Linked DNA regions of Zea mays: region 1 is linked to region 2. The links are chromatin contacts, called in public Hi-C maps. All regions are on one chromosome and are shown on one strand. The core of a region is the stretch at or near the end of the contact, and the rest is flanking DNA. Distances in the headings are between cores, read along the strand shown.

Region 1 (6,761 bases), core at 4,047-6,546, 250 kb after region 2:
TGACTAAGAGCACCTAGAGGGGGTGAATAGGTGATCCTGTAAAAATCAATACTAAACACCACAAATTTGGTTTATGAAATGTTAGTGAAGTCAAAACCAAGATGTTATGACTAGAGAGGGAGACACCTTCTTCACTTAATTGCTCTTCACAAGATGAACAGTGTGTGATCTCCTTCCTTATTTGGCGAAGCCGACCGTTGCAGCCGAGGTCCCTTGGCACATCGGATAGTTCGGTGTGGCCTGGTGACCGTTGGCTCTGGCCACGCGTTGCCTGTTGATTGCGCGCTGATTTCGCTGCCCATCGTTGGAGCGGGCGCTGCTGGATCACCGGACAGTTTGGTGCACATCGGACAATCCGGTGAATTTTAGCTGCAGCATCCCTAACAATTCCCGAGAGCAGCGAGTTCGTCGACGCGCCAGCCTAGGCACCGGACAATGTCCGGTGCACCTGCAGGCTGGTGCAAGTCTAGTTGTTTCAGCTAAACTTCTTTTGCTCCTTTTGGACTTGACTTAGCTAAGTTCCTTGGTAAAACTTGGGCGAAATGGTTCCATGTCAATGATGTTCCTGGAAGGAAAGTAGACTGCCCATATTTTGTAGCAGCAATAAAACTATCTCAGCAGCTTTGGGAAGGAGTGGTTGTTCCAAGGGGAAGAGATATAGATCAGCCATTACTAAATATGAACTATGAGGACCTACAGACTTGCATGGACCAATACAAGAAAGATTGGGGTCGCTTTGGGGTCACTATTATGTGTGATTCATGGACAGAGCCAACCATGATGTGCATTATTAATTTTATGATTTATTGCAATGATCGCATGTTCTTTCATAAAACTGTGGATGCAACTGGTCTAATACAAAATGCATAATTTATTTATGATTGCATTAAGGAAGTTGTTGTTAAAGATGTTGAAGAAAGTTGTGTTGTTCAATATCTTAGAGTGGTTCAGCAACTCTAGATCTGAGTCTACACCAATTCTTGATGAATATGTTGACGACAACGATGATTGGGATGCGCCTGACAGTTTTCTCATTGAAGAACTGCAAATGAGTAAATCAGATGTGGCTGCATTCAAAAGGAATCTTGGTTTTGGTAAAAATAGCAGAGGGAAGGAACCAATGAGTTAATTAGATGAGGAAGAAGAGTTTGAAGATGACTGTGAGTCAGTCAGATTCTCCACATAGTAGTCCATTGTATGATGAGTCATGGGATATTTGTTCTGATGATGAAGGTAATTGTAAGATCTTATTGTGATCCATTTTATCTCCATGCTAATATTTTGTTTGAAACCTGATCTATTTCATATGTGGTGGTCATGTGTTAGGAAACAATTTAGGCGGGGTTGATTGGTTGGAAGATAAATCAGATGGTGATGTCGGCAAGAACAAATCAAATTGTACTGAAGGTCATAGTGATTTCAATTAGTACCAACTACCAACTGTTATAATTATTTGTTAGCATGCAAGTTTATTTACAATGTTTTATTGTATGCGAAGGTAGTGGTAGTAGAGAGGGGCGCCCTTGGTGCCAGTGCGTCTGCTCCTGCTACGGCAGCGCCCAGTCTTCCACAATCGACCCATATTCGTCCAAGATCAACTAGAAAATGAAAGCCAACACACAAGAGTGTTTAAGATCTATAAAAGCTAAGCTCATGAACTTTGGTGTCCATTTGTCCAGCTTGTGCTATGGTAGTAAAAACACTCCATATATACGAAATGTTTGTGCGTGAGTGTATGGATGCATTTACCTAACAGTTTAAGGCTGTGCAACATCCTTGATTGCTAGTGGTTCTAATCTTACTAAAATTCTTGTATTTATTATGTAGGATGTGGAAGAGAAATGGCCACCGGAACATGGCACACTTTTGGACAACATGATCACTTTTGTTGGGGATTCTTATTTGGAAAGCATGAATTGATTTTCAAGTGCTTTTGTTGATGACATGTGCTTGAAAATGTACTATTTTGGACTTCTATTATTTTGATAAACTATGCTATATGCACTTATCATATTTGGACAGTGGGTGGTTTGTGGTTTGATGCCAATGTGCCATGGATGTTGTAAATTGTGATACTTAGTCACATTTCTATCTTATATATGTGCAACTGCGATGTCAGATGTATTAGAGATAAGTTACACGGAAATTCTGGCAATTTTTTTAAAAAAATTGAATTCATTCGAATTTGGCTTGAAATTTCCGAAATTTCCTCAATTTTGGTGGGTGACGAATTTTTTTCCTTTCTGAAACGGTTAACCCTGGTATGTAAATGAATACTCCCTCCGTTTTTTTTATTTGTCGCTGGATAGTGTAAAATTACACTATCCAACGACAAATAAAAAGAAACGGAGGGAGTACAAAGTGAGAAGCCGAGCCCTAAGAGGTAACAAATACATATGCAGCGTCCGTGGGATCCCGCCCGTGTTCCGGCGTTCCTTTGTCCTACTTCCAAATGGCGTGCCTGCTAGCAATTGTAGAGCGACGACTGTTCATTAATCTGTTGTGCACATGCATTTGCATGGGGTAGACTAGTTGTCCTTGTTGCGAATTGCCGAGATGCATTTCATCTGCGAAATGCAACGATGGTGCACCAGCCGCTGCCGTTCGGACGTTCAGTACTCAGAAGTCACAACATGATCATCACTACGTACCGGAATTCGTCTTTTTGCCGAGTGCTCGGCGCTTTGCCGAGTGCTTTCTATCGGGCACTCAGCGAAGACGTCTTTGTCGAGTGCCGCACTCGGCAAAGTCCTGCTCTCGGTAACGATCGAGTTTACCGAGAGCAGGACTCTCGGCACAGAAATACACTCGTCAAATAAGTCTTTGCCGAGTGCCGAACACTCGGCGAATGACGGCGCTCTCGGTAAAGGGCCGTCAACAGCCGTTCATAACTGACGACCGTTATCTTTGCTGAGCGCCAAGCTTTGGCACTCGGCAAAGAAGCTTCTTTGCCGAGTGTTTTTCGTCTCGCACTCGGCACAGTATGCTTTGCCGAGTGTCATTCATGGACACTCAGTAAATTATATTTTTTATTTTTTTTATTTTTTCCAACCAAACTTTTTATGGTATGTTCATACACTATGTAGACTTACATGTACCATTTTGGCACAATTATAAAAGTGTTTTATATAATTATTAGATTTAGTTCGTTTAATCGAATTTCTCCAGAAAATTCAGATTTGAACTGCAAGTCACTCGAAACATGGTAGACCCTTTGCCGAGTGCAGGCCGGTAGACACTCGGCAAAGAGGTAATCTCTTTGCCGAGTGTAATAGGTGACACTCGGCAAAGGCGCCGTGACGTCCGCTTTTCTTTGCCGAGTATCGAGTGACCGATAAAAGTACTCGACAAAGAAGCCGTTGCCGATGTACTGCTCACTGAGATCTCTTTGCCGAGTGTTTTTCAGGCTTTGTCGAGTACTTCAAACACTCGGCAAAGCGCTCGATTCCTGCAGTGCATTGAGAAAAAAATGGCAAAATTCACTGCACACACAAGCATCATCGCTTCACTATAAACTGTAGATACAACAGGTAGAGAGAGAGAGAGAGTCATTTTCAGCTTCATTGTAAACTGTAGATACAACAGGTAGAGAGAGAGTCATTTTCAGCTGTGGTGTCGCTGAAACTGTAAATATGCCTCTTCTCTTGTCGTTTCCCTTGTCTGTTAACATTCAGAAGCATGCATGCCGGAGCTGAAACTGTAAATCCAACAAGCTGCTGAACAACCGGCAGGACGCCAGCATAGGGCAGTCCGGATAACGGCTTTGGCGCTTTGTTTGTACTGTGCTGTTCGGTGCCACCGAACGAACGAAGACGAATCAGGGCCCTCCCTTCCCTATCATGCACTAGACACCACCTATAGGCATTGCTGGCTAGCTAGGGCTCCTCGGAAGAAGAACGCTTAATGGTCTGTTACGCACAGTTCCAATTCCAACGGATGTCAGACTATATCAGTCAATGACACACAGTGATCAGCACAGCACAGAAGGGCTGTTCATACTAGTTCTGGGATTTTAATTCACCGCCGGATCATAAAACCCTGACAAGGTACGTACTTAACATCTGAATAATGGCCAAGGTTAACAGAGAGAGAAACATGCATACTATACTACAACAGATTGATCATATCAAGGTTGAAGGAAGGAAGGAAGCATGCTATAGTGCTACTAATTCACCGCGACAGCTAGCTAGATAGATGCCAAACGGTCCATTTGACATACGCTTTAACCTCTTGTGGTAACACAGCTTGTGCATTGGAAGACATGACGTAGAACTCTTCAAACCTCCGGTCCAGGCCAGCTCCATGCAGCTCCAAATACTAAAACACCATGGGCATATCTCACAGTTGCACCGAATTAAGACAGAGGAGAGGAGAGGAGAGGAGGCAGCTGATCGATATGATACCACGGCAAGGCCGGATCCCCCCTCCCCCAAATGAAAAAGAAAAAGGAAAAGAAAACCCGCGGCCTACGTTTGTCTCTTCTCCCGGATCTCGCCCTTGGCAGGCATTCCAAATCCCGGCCTCCTTGTACCGACGAAACCGTCTCAGTTTTATTCTTCCCGCGTCTGTCTGATGGCGACATCATGTCGAGAACGAATTAAAACAACGTTATCAGCCTTACCACCCGGACGATCCGTCTTGACGCTGACATGCTAGTTTAATTCAATCCCCAGGGTGAAACATGACACGCATTACAGCTCCCCCACCGTCGATGATTGCAAAGCATATGCATGCATATTTTCTGCTACTCTCTAGTGTAAATTAAAAGATCGATCAGCTGCAGTGCAGAAATTACCGCCTGCAGATTTGCAGATTCACAGTGTCACAAGCTGGTACCACTCTGGGTGGTCTGGTCTCTCTTTCAAGCTATCGAAAGAGCAAGGAGGCGTAACAGTAACGGGAGTGTGACGAAAGGGGCACGCACACACAGTAGCTCTCAAAGACCGATTCTTTTCTCTTCTCACCCCCCCCCCCCCCCCCCCCCCCCCCCGTACGTGGAGCTTCGCTTAATTATTAACCTGAGCGTACTGACAAACTCTCCAGAAACAATAAACGGAACATTCGTGCTGAGATGAGGTAATCAGATTCGTGTATTCCAATATATATATGGGATAAAAAAAATGCTCCTCTGCTATACAGCGCTAGCTAGCGTTGCAGTCCTCTCTGATGCCGACCGAAAGCTAGCTAATCAGCCGTTTTCCTCTTGTCTAATTGCGACCCCCCCTCTTCGTTCCGTTGCGCATAAATCACCATCCCCCTTTCTCCCCTGTTGGCACCCTCTGCACCCGGCCGGTATCATCTGGACTGGACCACAGAGGCCAGCAGCAGTACGCGCGCGATGTCGTCACACACGTCGGAAGAAGAATCCCTCAGCAGCTTCCAGCAGCAGCAGGCCAAGCTAGAAGCCTGCCATGCTGCTGGGTCGAGCAAGGCTGACGCAGCGGCAGCAGCCATGCCTGTGGTGAAAAAGAGACGCGGCCACCCAGGAACTCTAGGTACGTACGACGTCGTTGCTTCAACTAGCTAGCACACTTAATTGGTTTCCGTAGACAATAGGCCGGTCCATGAAGGATTATTCTCTTTTCCCAATCAATCAAGATGCCATGATTATACTACATGAACATGCACACGTGCAAGTGCAATGTAATTAAGCCATCGCAGTGTTTAAAACAATTAATAATGGTCTTTGTTCTTGGTTACAAATAAACTTGTCAGAAACCAAAGAAAGATGAAGCGACGACGGTACGTACTACAAATTTCTCAATCTCAGTAGTAGAGATAGAGACTCTATGTATCGGCTGTATGCCTATCTCCACAATGCACACTTTTACTTTGTTCAGAGACAGACTCATTCCCTCCAAGACTGAGATACGTACGCCGTAGAGGGCACTAAAGATTTCTGAATAGATAGATAATAATCATAACAGATCTAATGTTGCACTTTATTACAGCACTGGTTCATGGACATCCTATTAAGTAGCAAAGATAACTATAGGTTGTTCTATATATAGGACATATATAGGTTATCAACAAAAACATACGACCAGATTACAGATGGAGGTGTTAAGTGTGGAATATTCAGCATGTGAAAACCTAACGTTGGTTCATGACATATATACCTTGGGCAGATCCTGATGTGGAAGTAGTGGCTTTGTCACCCAAGACACTCCTGGCAACAAACAGGTACATATGCGAGGTCTGTCACAAGGGCTTCCAGAGGGACCAGAACCTGCAGCTCCACAGGAGAGGCCACAACCTACCATGGAAGCTGAAGCAGAGGAGCAGCACCGAAGCCAAGAAGAAGGTGTATGTCTGCCCTGAGGCCACCTGCCCTCATCACGACGCGAGCCGAGCCCTGGGCGACCTCACGGGCATAAAGAAGCACTACTCCAGGAAACACGGGGAGAAGAAGTGGAAGTGCGACAGGTGCTCCAAGAAGTATGCTGTCCAGTCGGACTGGAAGGCTCACACGAAGATATGTGGCACCAAGGAGTACCGATGCGACTGTGGAACAATATTCTCAAGGTATGTCCATGTTCATTGTTCACACTAATCCAGTCAGTTCCTGTAGATGTCAACCTGTGTCTCTCTCAGCAACTGAAGCAATGCAATGCCACTGGAATGTTGAATTCATGCCTTGACGTCCTTTAGCATTGCTGGGAATATTATATACGAGTGTTTACATCTCCCACATCTATCAGCTTTTGAAAATTTACCTTCAGATTCAATTGTATACAATTGCAGAAAGGACAGCTTCATCA
Region 2 (6,557 bases), core at 908-3,407:
ATGTCCATAGGCTAAAAATTGCAAAACAACACACAAAAAATGGACTATTATCTATACTACTCCTATTAAGGATCTAAATAAGGTGTCCACAGTGCCCCGCCTCCGCGAGCTGACTCCGCATGTGCCCACGATTTGTGCCCCTCACCGCCACCCCCCACCCACGTGGCAACCCTCGCACATCATCGTCCTCGTCCCTGTCACCACGTCCTCGAGGCGCTCGACTACGTCCCACTCATTGTTGGCCCCACACTCTCCGTCCGCCTTGACTTCATCCCCATCACCACCTCACCGTGGCCCAGTACCCTGCTCCTCGTCCTCGGTGCCGCCACCCCGCGCTCTTCCAACCGCTCCCGCCCCCGCCCCTCGCCCCCGCCCCCGCCCTCGGCCTCTTCTCCAACTCCCGTCCTGGGCGCGCCCCTCTTCGCCTCCGCCGCACGCCGGCGTCACGGCCAGCGTCAGTCCCTGCCTCCTCCTCCCCCACCCCCTCCTCCGCTCGAGACTCAATCTCTCCTCCCTCCATATATGGTCCCTCTCCTATGCTTTGTTTTGGGCTCTTCCTAGCTTCCTCCTCCCGTAGAGAGAGAACCCAGAGAGAACCTGGGATGGGGAACATCTGTGGTGGCTTGGCGAAGGACAGAGTGTCCGAGGATTTCAGGGCGTCTAGTCCAAGTGAGGGCCCTTCGTCAATCAAGAACCCGCTTTGTTTTCTTTTCCGGTTTTTTGTCTTATCCTTTCCCTTGTAACTGTTTTTCATATGATTCTTCCAAATCATGGATCCTTTTGCTAGAGCGGGTTAGATTTTTAGTGGCGGTTTTCTTAAGTAACCGCCACTGATAACCAAATCATCTTGTAAAAATATACTGCCCCATAGGCTTAATTCTACTAGTGGACATTGTGAAATGGAGACGAAAGCATGTTGCATAGAGCAATGCACCGATTGGTAAAAGGAATTTTGGATGGAAGAAAGACGGGGAGATTCAGGATCGCCACCGTTCGCCTTTTATTCCTTTATTATATATTGCCGTCAGAGATGGTTTTTGGGATAATTCATTGTTTTCGAACATGCTTTAATATCCTCCAAGTCTTTATGCACGGGCCGGGTTTGGTAGTGAAAGCACCTAGCTACAACATTTTACACATAGATAACGTTCTACTCCTAAAATTGATGGCTAGCTATTGAGCGTGTGGGTCTTTTCCTTTTAGACTTTGTGCTCAGGCAGAAGTTAAAAGAGAATTCATTTTTACTGTGTCGTCAATCGTCATCTCGGTCTAACAGCGGAGAATTAATAAAATCCTTACTCGATCGAGGTATACTTGTATCCAAATTACATTATCGGATACGACATGAATATATGCACAAACGCGTATATATCGAGAACAAATTAAAGATCAGCTCGATCAAGTTAATTAACACGGCACACATATAGCATTACATTCTTATTCAGAGATACTCACACACACAACACACCAGACAACTGAAAATACGACACGGACTCACACGGTCAAAATACAACGCCAGGTTCACTCACTGACACTTGAACACACACGCTCACACATTCACTCTGAACTGGTCATTATTCTAGCTGTAAATCAACACGGAGATGGAGCACACAGTCACACACACACACAGAGACATGACCGCTAAGGATCAGGAGACCAGTAAGTAACGATCGATTGCCCCCTCCTCCAAACACATAGAATGATTTAGATGGAGAGAGGGAGACCTGGAAGAAAGGCTTAGCCTTCCCTTGCCGATAAGACTTGCCTTCTTTCTTGTGCACCGCCGAAGCATCCCTGCTCACACGCCACCAGCCCGCGGCGCCGAAGCTCCGGGCGGACGGCATGGCAAGCATGCTTCCTCGCTGCATGCACTCACACCGCCGATGATGGCGGTGCGACGACCAGTGCTTCGCTCACAGCACCTTCTTCTTCTTTGCCCCTCTTTTTCCTCTTCCTCGACATCATACGATGGAAACTGTGCTTCACGAGTTCGGTGTGAGTGGGCCGGGAACACTGGTCAGGCCTTAGCTTGGCCAATCTTCCTTTCTTTTATAGGCATCTTCTCGTCAACTGAATCACGCAAGTCTGTGCGAGCGATTGGGCTGCAGGGATTGTTAATTGGTGAAGGGAGGATTCTTTGGTTGCGTCGTGGATTCTCGCATATCTGCACCCACTTATCTTTGAGCCAGACGACCACTGGATTCTCATGCTTTTGATCCTTTTTGTGGGTGGCCATTAAGGCGCTAACACTTTGTTATGCCTAACCTACTAGGGAGATAGGTTTCAGTGAGTCGATCGCCTTTAATTTTATGCGTAGTGGGGATCCTCTGAGGTACAATCAGTGGACACCTGTCGATGACTGACAGCGACAGTTTCTGAAATAGTTATGAGATATTGAGATGAGTGTCAAAAGATCTCGATCTTGGGATCCATTGCTACATGTGCTATGTATTTTCCTTTGGAAGAACCTTCGAAAAAGAGCTAGGAGCTCACGCCCGATTCACTTAGCAATGAAATTAACGCCCCGTTTGGATCATTGGAATTGAATTCCATTCTAATAATAGTAATTTAGGCATACATCAATTAAGCTAATTCAATTTTATGCAAAGTATATTTGTATATTATTATTAGCAAGATGTCGGAGATATTTATGTGCTACATTTTTACTATAGTGGAGTGAGACGAAAAGTGTCATGTAAGTTATAGATTAGAAATCAATTCTAGTAATACATAAAATCATTTCCCACCCTCTACCCCATGAATTTGAGATAGGCTTATATCTGAACTTTGGAAAGTGGTGGAATGTTAAATTCCAAACTAAATAAGTTACTTTATTGAGTGAATTCCAATTCCTCTAAAATGAAGGGATCCAAACGCTCCGTAAGGAAAAAATATATATAGCCCGTTTTACAACGGAAATTAGACCGAGAAACTATACATGAGTAACATGACTAATTAAAGGAAAACCTGGACATAGCATCAGCTGCTAACGCAACTCAACCACAAACACATACCAGTTCATAACTTCATATCGTTAACTCGTTATCGGGTTCAAAACAAGCAGCTCTAACTTCTTACCCCTACTTTTCTTATCATACAGTTCTCCAACCTGAAAAAAAAGTGGAGGAAATAACTTCTTACGTTTTTGTATGCAACAAATGACTCTTTTTAGTACCATACCATCTCCACAATCTAAGGGCTTACTTTTCATATAAATATGCCTGCACAAAACAAAGTTGTCTTGGCAATATTTACAGTTTTATACATACATACTATACATTTTTCTGAAGATTCAGACAAGTCCAGCTGGAATGTTTAAAAGGAGATGATCCATCGAGTTATATATGGCCCCAGAAGATCCGGACATTCTTGGCCCTACCGAAGAAGGGTGGAAGCTAGGAGACGACTCCCTGCAGTAGTGTGGCTGTGCGTAGTAGTCTCAGGCTCTCAGCATGATTCACGTACCAATGCTAGTGCAGGCCAGCAACGCAAAAGGAAACTAAAACAGTTGCACGCTTTTGGAAAGCGCCATGCATTAGCTAGCACGTCCCTGCAATCCTCGAAAAGGAAACAGCAGATCAAACTGGAATCTGATTGTTTATGGTTATGGATGATCCGGGTCCCGCCAGATGGTCTATCCATCGCCCACCACCATCCAATGCGGAATGGGGTGCACTCTGAAATTTGGGAGATGTCGCGTCTTCCAGGCATCAGATAGATCCATATCCTATTCACTCTCAGCGTCCGGGCTTACAGTACCCAGCTCTATCCGAATCAAAAGGTGAAGCTTTTCACTGGGTGGGGTTGGTTGATAGATGTGCTTGTCCTAAGTAATGGCCTTATCATCTTCTTATTGCCTTCAACTTGCGTGAAATGGAGACCATTATATGCCACTTTCTCATGCTCATACCTGGCCTTTTCACCCGGGATATGATAGTTTATGTAGCTAAAGGACAGGCCGCGGTCTGGAAGATAGAGCTGATGAGGGTGACCTTTGCGAAAAAAATTGGTGCAGACCGGCTGCAAACCAGAGCTTCTCACAAAAAGGAGGATAGACCTCACTCACAACAGCAATAACACAACTAAAATATTACCTGGTGGACCTGCAGGTATGGTCTATCCTCCTTTTTGTGAGGGGCCGCAAATTTTTTTCCGACCTTGATAGTGCTTTGTTGATTATCATCATCGGTCTCCTACTTGATTTCACAAGTGATAACAAAATGGATAGTGTTTACTGCTCTTTCTCAGGGAATAAAAGGAGACTTGATACAAGCGGCCAAGCGGGCTTGTATTGTTTCCTTTGCATACGCGAGAAATTAGAAATTCTATCCGTTAACTGTGGCATGTATGAAAATAAAAAAAATCTGATTTGAATGCTTTATTCCTTTCATAAATATAAGATCTCAATATCAACCATGCAGCTAGACTCGTTAAAACATTTTATGAAATATATTGCTACTAACTATGCTACACAGTGTAGTTATTTATGTAATACGGTACGCTGCATAAAAAATCAGTTTACTGTTGCATGTGCACAAATTTAGGATGACAAAAATGTGTGTTGAGAGGAAAATGGATTGACATGCATGAAAACAAAAAATCTGATTTTAATGCTTTATTTTCTACATAAAAATAGGATCTCACAACAGCAATGCAGTTAGACTCGTTGGAATCAGTTTATGTACTAATTGTGCTACACTGTGTAGATATTCATGCAGTGTGGTACACCGCGTAAAAAATTTGTTTCCTGCTACATGCGCACAAATTTAGGATGATAAGAACGTGGGTTGAAAGGAAATAGATTGGCATAAATCGAAACAAAAAAACTGATTTAAATGTTTTTTTCGTTCATAAAAGTAGGATTTTGACAACAGACATGCATGTATGATCGTTAGAACCGGTTTATGATATATACTGACACTAATTATACTACACGATATAGATATTTATGCACTGCAGTACAACACAAAAAAATCTGTTTCCTAATGCATGCGCACAAATTTAAGATGACAAGAATGTGCGTTGAAATGAAATAGATTGACATGCATGGAAACAAAAAATCTGCTTTAAATGTTTAATTTTCTGCATAAATATAGGATCTCTGCAGCAGCCATGCATCTAGGCTCGTTAGAATCAGTTTAAGATATACAGTGAGACTAATTATTCTACACGTCAAAAGTGTTTATGCAATACAGTACATTGTGTACAAAATATGTTTACTATTGTATGCGCACAAATTTAGGATGACAAGAATGTGGGTTGAAAGGAAATGGATTGACATACATGGAAACAAAAATCTGATTTTCAATGTTTTATTTCGTCCATAAATATAGGATTTCTCCAACAGCCATGCAGTTTAACTCGTTAGAACTAGTTTATGATATATAATGATACTAATTATACTACATGTCCAAGGTATTTATGCATTGCGGGACACTACATAAAAATCAATAAACGTTTACATACAATGTGAATAGAAATATCATAAAAACCTATTGATGTTGGCATAAATATATATACAAAATAGCATAAAAATAGGGTCGTCGATCCGCCACCGCTCGCCGCCTAAGGAAGTTCGTCGTCGTCGCTCGCGCCTAGGGAAGGCCGACTTCGTCGCAGGAGGGGGGACGCCAGCGGGCGCCACTCCGCGGCACGCGCCTCCGGGATTTGCCGCCGTGTGCGCTCCTCCAAAATTTGTCGTCACTGCTGTCGAAGCCTACCGCGCCTCGCGCAACCACCGTCACCACCGGGCCAAGGGTGCGCCACCGCGCGCTCGTCCGGTTCGGGAGCGCCGTCAGTGCTTGCGCGCCCGCCATAGGAGCGTCGCAGCCGGTCGTCCGCCTCGGCGTGTCACAACCGCTAGCCCCCGGGATCGTCGCTGCTCGCACGCCCGAGTGAACAGCCACCACCTCCGCTCGTCCGGTTAGGCACTACCGGAATCGGTCGCTTTGCTGAGTGCCTGAAGCACTCGTCAAAGCCTGAAATACACTCGGCAACGTCTTTGCCGAGTGTCGCACTCGGCTAAGAGGGCTCGGCGAACAGTACATCAGCAAAGGCTTCTTTGCCGAGTACTTTTTCTTGGGCACTCGGCACAGACTTTGCCGAGTGCCAGATAGTACTCGGCAAAGAAAAGCCACCGTCACGGCGCCGCGGTGATGGAGACGGTGTCTTTGCCGAGTCTCTCCTAGTATACTCGGCACAGAAGTTACTCTTTGTCGAGTGTCTACCTACCAGCACTTGGCAAAGAATCCGTCAGCGGGTCCCCTTGTCAGGTTATTTTCCGAGTGCATTATATGGCACTCGGTAAAGCATGCCTCTATGCCGAGTGTCAGGGCCACTACACTCGGCAAAGAACCTATATCGATGCCCAGGTCTTGGTTCTTTGCCGAGTGCTATGGTCCTGACACTCGGCAAAGCCCCACTTTGCCGAGTGTTACACTCGGCAAAGTGACCAACACACACATTTTTTATTTGTTTTTCCTATTCCATCCAAACAAACAAAAGATACATCACAGATATCATCACATATATACATCACAGATATCATCACAGACATA

The links. Hi-C and Micro-C count contacts between places; a contact is called where the count stands out from the background.
Region 1: a Hi-C map of ear shows a contact between it and region 2, with 2.4 times the contacts expected there. The contact joins the promoter of LOC103628667 here to the promoter of LOC100278075 in region 2. A contact is called at or near these places in 2 of 25 Hi-C or Micro-C datasets (ear and tassel).

What each region holds. Positions count from the first base shown.
Region 1 is chr5:170,107,930-170,114,690 of Zm-B73-REFERENCE-NAM-5.0, forward strand. It overlaps LOC103628667 (protein indeterminate-domain 12), which reads left to right and starts at 5,297. Exons shown (of 3, transcript XM_008648832.3): 1 at 5,297-5,495; 2 at 6,129-6,525; 3 at 6,745-6,761. The coding sequence starts at 5,339.
Region 2 is chr5:169,862,412-169,868,968 of Zm-B73-REFERENCE-NAM-5.0, forward strand. LOC100278075 reads right to left here and starts at 2,158. Exons shown (of 1, transcript NM_001151471.2): 1 at 1,306-2,158. The coding sequence starts at 1,868. The coding sequence ends at 1,575.